Linked DNA regions of Xenopus laevis: region 1 is linked to region 2. A link is a contact called in public Hi-C data. All regions are on one chromosome and are shown on one strand. The core of a region is the stretch at or near the end of the contact, and the rest is flanking DNA. Distances in the headings are between cores, read along the strand shown. Region 1 has its middle 20 kb from the start of s100p.L. Region 2 overlaps kiaa0232.L.

Region 1 (5,078 bases), core at 2,003-4,502, 42 kb before region 2:
TGCTCCAGTTCTGCTTTAACCCTTGCCTTAACCTTATTCTGCCATGTTCCTGCTTCCAGGCCTGGATTTTTTGGCCCAAGCCTAGGGCGGCAACATTTTGCTGGTGGCATACCACCCAGCTGCATCCGAAAGTCCCCCAGAGCTCCTGTGCTTCAGAGCGCATGCACGGAGGAGGGGTTGCGAGCAATAATCATTTTGGCGCTAGGAACATGCGGCCTCAGGGCACCACGCTATGAACGCTGGCCCTGCCTGCTGTTCTTGTTCCCACTTATACCCGCATCCTGTCTTATTTCTTCCCTTCTTCCCTTTTGCCTCCCTCTCCTGCTGTCCTAGGCCCACTGCCGTTCGTCACCCCTGTCCCCTTTATTTATCTGGACTGGAGCAATGGGGAATTTAAAAAATTATTGTCTCCAGCGCTTTTTGAACCAATGTAGGTGTGGTTGGGCAGCATGCCGCTCTCCTAAAATCCTGCTGCCCTAGGCCCAGGCCTAGGTGGCCTTTCCAGAAATCCAGGTCTGCTAGGGACAAGCAAATGCATTCATTTGCTGAGTGACAGGGATTTACCTTTTGGGGCATAACAGTGATTTGGTACAGTGGACAACACAATAGCCCCATTTTTGCCTTTTGCCTTCCTTCTAACAATCTGGGTTGTCTCCAGGTACCAGAGTCTTAGACAAGTAAACAACTGCAGGCTATAACAGTACTATTTGAAAGTATGTAGCCTTCTATTGCCAGGGTCCCACCACCCATGGAAATATCATAGAAAATAAATCCATGTATACATCCCAAGGCTCCTTTATGACTTTATTTCCCCCCATAACAGAGTATTATTCCATTATCATTGTACCATTGCCTCACAAGAAATGCAATGGGGCATTTGTGCAAATCCAGTACAAGTTACAGCTAACACAGAGTAGGGATGGGAGTCAAATGCTGTGGGAACCCTAGAATTATTGTTACAGTCAGGATAAAGGTAGCTACAGGGTTCTCCTGTGTCAATATTCCCTATAATAACTACAGTTATTAGTGAAGGGGTTAAGGGAACTAGTAAAATGTTCAACCTACAAGGTCAGGAAGAACTCAGAAATTCCAGAACTTCTAACCTATACTGTGTCTTTGAGCAGCATACCAGCTTAGTTCTGCCCCTTTATAATAATAAGAGAAAAACAACAGGAAGCCAGTGATGCCATTGGCAGAATCAAACTGGCTATAAATACATCTTGAAACTCTATTTATCACAATAATTTGCCTTTACTTTGCATAGGAAATGCACTGCTATTTTCATCCACATCTGGCGGAACCCAGAGCAAACCCATACACACCCATTATTTCTAATAAACTGCCCATACCAGTTGCAATGTGCTCACTAGGTTTTAGTAATTATAGTCTGGAGTATCTCACACATACACATATATACACACACGCTCAAAGATAGAGAAAGCTTTATAGTGGCACCTTGCATATGAATTGCGCTCTCCTGTATATGTAACTCTCTTTTAACTCCACTACTTATAGGGCTTGTTTGTCCTATTAATAACTTTAAAGGGGACTCGTCACCCATATTCCAAATCCTATTTTATCAGATTAGTCAAGCAAAATTAACTTTAATTTTCACTGTATAAATTATTTGAATTTTGTCTCTTTCCAGCTTTCAAACGGAGATCACTGACCCTATCTAAAAAAACAAATGCTTTGTAAGGCTACAAATGTATTGTATATATATTACTTTGTATTACTCATCTTTCTATTCAGGCCTCTCTCCTATTCATGCTCTTATTTAAATAAATGCATGGTTGCTAGGGTCATTTCGATGAAACTTCAAACTGGAGATTCTGCGGTCGAAGTAAAATCGAACGATTAAATAGTTCAAATCCAACGATTCGAAGGATTTCAATGATCGAACGAATGATTTTTCTTCGACTTCAAAAAACTGCTCTAGAAGGTCCCCATAGGCTAACATAGCACTTCGGCAGGTTTCATTTGGCGAAGTATTGAAGTCAAAGTTTTTTTAAAGAGACAGTATTTTGATTATCGGATGGTCGAATATTCAAAGTATTTTACTTCAAAGTCATAGTATCCTATTCGATGGTCGAAGTATCCAAAAAATTACTTTGAATTTCGAATTTTTTTACTTCAAAAAATTCACTTGAATTAACTTCGACCCTTGATAAATCTGCCCCTTAGAATGTAGTATTTCTGGTCAGCTGATCTCTGAGGCAGCACACAGACCATCATGAAATGGTGGTTCAAGGCAAGAGATGTAAAAGGGCAAGATTTACTTAAATATATATTCCAGTTTGGTATGATTCTTTAATATAGACAAATACACCAACCAGATGATAAGAACGAGGTATCACTAATTGTTTGCTTTAAGTCAAGTGTGTGGGACATAATGTTGTGCCATATAATGTTTAACTTCTTTTACAATTACCCATTGTGAGGTAATCTACATTCCAACTGTTGTGTGTGTATACTCATATTATGCTACCACTGGACCCTGTCCACCAATCTATTATATTTCCGAATTCCTTTGTATTTTATTTTGTTTTGTTTGTTATGAAAAAATTTCAATAAAAACATTTAAAAAAAAAAAAAATATAGACAAATACAAAAGTCCTCTACATTCAACCCATTATCAATATATTTAAGACATTTTGTGGATACTGCTACTGAAAAATGCCTTACCCTTTAAACAAAACAGGGATTGTTTGTCCATATATTGCAATATATTTAAGCTGGCCAACTACGTCAAAGTCATCCCATATCTGGCCAGTCCTATGCTCAATTTTCATCTGATTCATTAAGAATTCTATTGCTTCATTATACATTTTACAAAGGGACTAAGTTTTACCTGCAACTTTCCCAGCTTAAATATATTGCAATATATGGACAAACAATCCCTGTTTTGTTTAAAGGGTAAGGCATTTTTCAGTAGCAGTATGCACAAAATGTCTCTGTCTTAAATATATTGATAATGGGTTGAGTCCAGAGGACTCTTGTATTTGTCTATATGTATTTTGTGGTCACAGCCTCATTGCACCCCCGCCTAATGGTTTTAAAAATTAGTGGTGAGCACAACTTTCCCTTGTTTGTTATGATTCTTTAATATGCCACTTAATATGATATAAACTATCTGTTGCTTAAGTATTCATGGGGTTATAGTTTTCCTTTAATGTGACATTTGTACGAATAAATGTCCGTGGGATACGTAGGTTGCAAGGTTATAGCATTTACCAAAAGGTAGAAGTGGAATTTCCCAGGAAACCCTGAGATTTGTGAGTGTTTATATATAATCATAAATGTGGATACAGGTGTGTGTGTTAAAACAAAAACTGGTTATTCTCCAGTAAAATGGACACATGTATATTATACAAAAGTGAAAACCACACTCTTTTATTTTGGTATCTGTATAAATGTTAAATAGCAAACTGTGAAATACCGTGAGTGTAGTTTCCCTTTGAAAAGGAACCTGTTTACAGTCCAAACTGACAAGATAATAAGGCAACAATGTACTCACCTCGTGCCAACAAAAGAGGGTGTTTTGTTTTCGGAGTAAAGTACAATGAAGGCACCACTCCCTTTATTCTGTAAAAATGGTGCACTGGTCCAAAAATGTACCAACCCTTGCTCCACCCAGGACAATCCAGTTTTAAAAGCAAATGTGGGGGAGGACACAGGAAACTGCCAGGCCTTATAAATCTCTGGCTGGTGCTTCCTCGCCCACATTATACTGCAGGATGATGCTCATTTATGGCAATGATAGCTCTAGCCCTGTAAATCACAGCAACCAATTGTTTGCTTTCAATATTTTCACACCAAGTCAATCAGATGCAAGCTTCCAATATTTTAACTGCACTGGACCAGAGAAATGTAACTGTTGTTTGTTTGCTGAGATTGAGATGGATTCATGTGTTCTCGGTATTTGTCCCAGTGATTTGCATGTAAAATACATGAGCAGTTCTGTTACTTAAAGGGATGGGTCACCATTGTTTAGTATGTTATAGAATGGCCAATTCTAAGCAACTTTTTATTTGGGCTTCATTATTTTTCTTTTTTGTAGTTTTGGAATTATTTGCCTTCTTCTGACTCTTTGCACCTTTCAAATGGGGGTCAATAACACCATCTAAAAAACAAATGCTCTCTAAGGCAACAAATGTATTGTTATTGGTACTTTTTATTACTTACCTTTCTATTTGCGCCCTGTCAGATTAATATTCCAGTCTCTTATTCAAATCAATGCATGGTTGCTAGGGTAATGTGGACCCTACCAACTCAAACACCACAAATAATAAAACATCAAAACCAGTTAAAAAGCAAAGGTCTCAGAATATCAATCTCTACATCATACTAAAAAGTAACTCAAAGGTGAACAAACTCTTTAAAAGACATAGCAGTGATCACATCGCTCATTTATTAAAATAGTCCAAAGAGCAAAACATCAGTATTAGTAAATGCTTTTTTCAGCCTTGTGGCTGAAAAAACAAATTTTTTTAATAGCAGGGTCCACAGGGCTCATTTAATTAAGTAGTCCAAAGTGCTAAATATTTGCGCTAATGGACTTTTTTTTGTTTACCCCGCCCCAATGCAGCAAAGTAGGTCTTATTGCAACTTGTGTGATTCACCAGTGTGGGTGCAACTTAGCCTCCACTTTGGTATGGTTGCCACCTTTCCTTCAGGCCTGTTCCGACCATTGACGTAAGGGATGGGTCCAAGAAGGGCTGTAACATTGCAGAGTGGAGCCATGATGTTGTGGGGGTGGGGATAGAGGGATCTGATGTAAATTCAGTAAGTAGTTAAGGTTGGGGTCACCCAGATGATGGGAGTGAGGCTGTTTGGGCCTTTGTGTACTGGAAATTCCAGGGATTTTTTCCAGTCATACCTGTGGCCAAGTGTTCTTTTCCTTCTCTAGTGGTTATTCTAACATGAATCACTAGTGCACTGTTAGGCTGATAAAATAAGGGATCCAAAGCACATTTAAACAGCTGTCAAACTAAAACGGTAACAGAAGATCACAGGAGAAAGGGAATTAAAATAAGTGTAAAATACTTATATGATTATGAAGATTCTCATTTATCCAG
Region 2 (4,678 bases), core at 2,085-4,584:
CATTGTGGGTTATGTAGTTCCTGCATGCTGTCTGTAAGCTGTGGAGAAGTTGTTACAATTTGTCACATCAGTGTTTAGTCCCTCCTTCCCTGTCAGGATTTCAAATGATTCAGAAAGAGAACTGTTAGCTGGATTTCAGCATAGAAAATGGCATTTATTCATACTTTTTGAAGCAGGTTATTGTGATGGGTATATTAGGGGTTTCTGTGTTATTTGGCCATCTTTATCAAATTTTGGTTTGGAAGCCTTCCCCTAAAAAACCTCTACTTAGATATTGTTGGAACATCAAACCTCTGGAAGGCTGCAAAAATCAGGCCACCCGCTACTCTGGTCATATGGGACTTTACTGTTAAGTTAGCTTGCTTTTTAATCTAACCTGTGTGCTAAGGCCCAAACGCAAACTTGCTGAACAGTTATGTCCCATGTGGCTCCCCTTAAAGTTGCTGACTAACTCAGAGTTAGAGTTGAAAAGCAGGAAGTTGTGTTATGTTAGACATACAGTCACTCCAGCATATAGATAGATAGATAGATATACCTTCAGTATCCGCACTCCAATTTCAATTCATGTACTCACAATTTGGAACAAAATATTCCCAGGCCACACTTGTGAAATAAGTGTCTTTTTATTGTACACACATTACAGTGCTCCAACGTTTCGGTCCCTCTTGGGGTCCCTTGAAAAAGTTCCCAAGAGGGACTGAAACTTATATATATATAAATACATTTTTTTTTTTTTTTTGCTAACTGTTATAAACATTTTTGATTTTGCACAGCCTACCTATTTTTATTTGCACCGAACTATTCCTTTAAATCAGGCATAGTGTTTGTTTAGCCCGTACACAATCTCATTAGGTACCAACTCAATCTAAAGTGGCCAAGTAGTGAAACATACTGTAGGTTATGTATGACTTGCTTTTAGGCTCAGATTTTATCTGATCTTCCCATCCAACATGCAACAACATGAGATTTGTAGGGTGCTACGAAATCTGATCTCCCTAGTTAGAATGTAAAGTCGGATCAGATTAAGTCGGATGGTATAGTTTGTTCCTGCATCTTTATCCGACAGGCAATTTATTTTAGGGATGCACCGAATCCAGGGTTTGGTTTGGGATTCCGCCTCTTACAGCAGGATTCGGACGAATCCTTGTTCCTGTCCGTATCCCGATTTGCATATGCAAATTAGGGGCAGAAAGGGAAACCATGTAACTTTTTGTTACAAACACGGAAGTAAAAACATTTTCCACTTTTCTCTTCCTGTCTGTAATTTGCACACGCAGATTAGGATTCGGTCCGGTACTGGGGCCGAATCTTTAATGAAGGATTCGGGTATTGGGCCGAATTCCAAAAAGGGTCATCAGATTTTCTCATCAGATGCAGCGTTTCCATCAAACAGTCGTGTCACATTGGATGGAAGTTTTTCATGTAGTTTACCCATCCGATTTTTCTATCAGTCCCATTATATTTTGCCCCATGCGGCTACATCTGATGCATTTTGTTGCATCAGATGTAGTCTTTCAAAAGCGCTTGTGAAGTTTAGCCTTTAGTTCTTTCCCATACATTCCTGGTCTTACTCTGTTGTTGAACCAGATCCAGCTTGATTTTGGCCACACATTTCCTGCACATGCAATTAGACCTAGGCAGCTGTGTGCAAGCAGCATATGCAAAGGGGGAAAACCAGACAGGGGATATTCTCCAGCAAAGTGTAATTGTAGGAAAGCTGCGAGGTACAGCTGTAAATACAAAGGTTAGTACATACCCTAAGCCCTGGGTGTAGAGCCTGCACAATGTGGCTGTAAGGGTCGCTGTTGCACGTATGTTCCAATCTGTCAGTGCCTTGCAACAAGGATAAGCTGGACTACTTTATAATCACTGTGTGGATAACAGGGGCCCCTTTTATGTTCTGGCACTCGTTTTCCATGTAGTGGTGAATTCTAAGGTGTAAAACAGTGGCAAAATTGTCTAGAAATGCACTCATTGGGGAGTCATTAAAGTGCTTTGGCATTAAAAGCTTTACTAAAGAAGTAGCTAGAAATGTTATGTTTTGTGTTTCTGTACCAGCCAAAGGCAACCACAGCCCTTTAGCAATAAAGATCTGTGTCTCCAAAGATGCCCCAGTAGCTCCCCATCTTCTTTTTTGCTGATTCACTGCACATGCTCTGTGCTGCTGTCACTTACTGAGCTTAGGGACCCACTCACAATATACAGTACACATAGAATAGAAATGTCACAATATAAGGCTGATTAGTAATTAATACAGATAATTACTACATGGCAGCACAGAAACCAGTGCAATTAGCATCAGAATTTAATAATCAGCCCTGTAGCATCAGCTTATATTACAGACCAACATAATTTTCTGCTTGATAATTAGTGACGACCCCTAAGCTCAGCTTCTCAACAGCTGCTCAGAGCCCACTGAGCATGTGAGTGTCACAGACACTTTCCAAGATGGTGACCCCCTGTGACAAGTTTGAAGTCCTGGATCATTGCTGCTATTGACAAGCTCAAACTTTAGGCTAGTGCAATAGGCTCAGTATATAAAATATGGCTTTTTGAGCCATATTCATTTTTAGGGTGTACTCCTCCTTTAACCTCATGCCTGGGCGAATGTGAGAAACAAATTCTGGATTTTTATTTCCTTCCACTTGTTTTTGGTTCCTTTTCCCCTGATGTTTGGGGGCAGTTGTGCTGTGGATGCTGGCAATGGTGGTGCAATGAAAATATCCGCTTTTTAAAGGGATTTGATCATGATTTTTATGTTTATTTCTAAATTACATTGTTTGCACTGCAAATAATTCAGTTTTAATATTGTGAAAGTTGTAATATTGGTGCGTAGGTGCATCTTGAGTCATTTTGGCTGGTCATGTGCTTTCAGAAAGAGCCAGCACTTTAGGATGGAACGGCTTTCTGTTGTTTCTCCTACTCCATGTAACTGAACGTGTCTCAGTGGGACCTGGATTTTACTATTGAGTGCTGTTTTTAGATCTACCAGGCAGCAGTTATCTTGTATTAGGGAGCTGCTATCTGGTTTCCTTCCCATTGTTCTGCTGCTTGGGGGGGGGGAGGGAGGGGGTGAAATCACTACAACGTGCAGTAAAGAGGTAAAGAGTTAAGTTCAGTGTCGGACTGGACCTTTGGCGGGCCACCGGGTTACATAACTCGGGCTCCCGCAGCGCATGTGCAAAGCCGGCACATGTATGCATGCGCCAACACTTCCGCGTATGCATGGACGCCAGCTTATATGTACGCTGCCCCACAATATGTTTGTCTTTTAATGGGCCCAGCCAAACGGGGACTCTCTCTGGGCTGACGGGGGCCCACAGGGTCCAGTGCGACCCTGTGCGGCAGCAACTGGGGGCCGGAGGGCAGTTTAGGAAACATCGTTAATATCAGGTTTAATACCCGGTGTCCCGCTGGCCCAGTCTGACCCTGCTGAAGTATATCAGAGCACAAGTCACATGTCTGGGGGCAGCTGGGAAACTGACAATATGTCTAGCCCCATGTTAGATTTCAAAATTAAATATAAAAAATCTGGTTGCTCTTTTGAGAGATTTCCGTGCTGGAGCAGTACTATTAACTGTGTTTTGAAAAAAACATGTTTTCCCATGACCGTATGCCTTTAATTGGTTTCACATTCTTCTGAGCATTGTCCCGTTCAGCTGCGGGCAGACTTGCTCTGCAGCGAGAGATTGGCATTCTGCACTGAGTTGCGTGCCCCTTCCCCCTCTCTCCCTCCGTGCCATCCCCTCTTACGTATCATCACTTTCTTCGAAACAACATGCAGAATGTCAGCTGGTGCATGGGCTGCGTGATGCAGGGACAAATTGTTTGCTTCCGAAACTTCAATCCTTGCGTTATGGTAAGCACATCATTGAAATCCCCCCTATTTATATTCATAAAGTAGAAGACCTTATCTGGATCTGTTTTCCTAAAGGTCGATGTCTGTCCGTCTGAGCAGGCCTTGTTTAGACGGCACAATGCTGGTGGAATTTCAAGCTTTTACATAGTTTATTTTAATCCCTGCTTCCAGTAAGGAGACGGTACCGTTACAATGTCGGGTTTTTGCCTAGTCATTTTCAGCCTTTAAATATAGCGAAAACAGCTGTGACTTGGGCCTGAATGATCGTTCCGAGTGGGGGTTAGTTTCATAACTCTCATTGTCCGTTGGGAAATTACACTTGTAAGCTAGGGCACTTGGCTCCTTCTTAAATAAATGTAACAGATTTAGGTGTATCAGAAGCACCAATGTTGTGTTTGAATGCTGTTAAAGCAATAGCAATGTTTTGCCATTCCTGACTTCTATTGAAGTGGTTTGTTTGTCCTTGAATGCAGACATGCTTATTCGTTCAGCTAAAAGACTTTTTTTTTTTTTCTTTGCTTTCATTTTTTTTCCCCCCAGTACTAGCTTCATTAAACCAATATTTACCTATGCCAAGGTCACCAAACTTCCCTCCCCAGGCCTCACCAGAAGGGGCATGATTTGTGGATAAACCCATAGGGGCTAATGTACTAACAGGTGCACATAGAAAAATAGACAAATGATAAAGAAAAGTAAATTGCCATCTGGGAAAAAAAAAGTAATTGAGTTTAACTGAAAAGTTTTATTCAATGGCAAACTCGCCCTTTAATGCTTGTCCTGCTGGCTGGTGTTTATGATATGATTTAAAGGAGAAGGAAA

What was found. Hi-C and Micro-C count contacts between places; a contact is called where the count stands out from the background.
Region 1: a Hi-C map of the XTC cell line shows a contact between it and region 2, with 2.1 times the contacts expected there. A contact is called at or near these places in 2 of 4 Hi-C or Micro-C datasets (the XL177 cell line and the XTC cell line).

What each region holds. Positions count from the first base shown.
Region 1 is chr1L:26,237,530-26,242,607 of Xenopus_laevis_v10.1, reverse strand. No RefSeq gene overlaps it. Among protein-coding and RNA genes, the nearest start is that of s100p.L, 20 kb to the left of the region's middle.
Region 2 is chr1L:26,196,212-26,200,889 of Xenopus_laevis_v10.1, reverse strand. The region is part of intron 3 of kiaa0232.L; the gene reads left to right. Among protein-coding and RNA genes, the nearest start is that of kiaa0232.L, 20 kb to the left of the region's middle.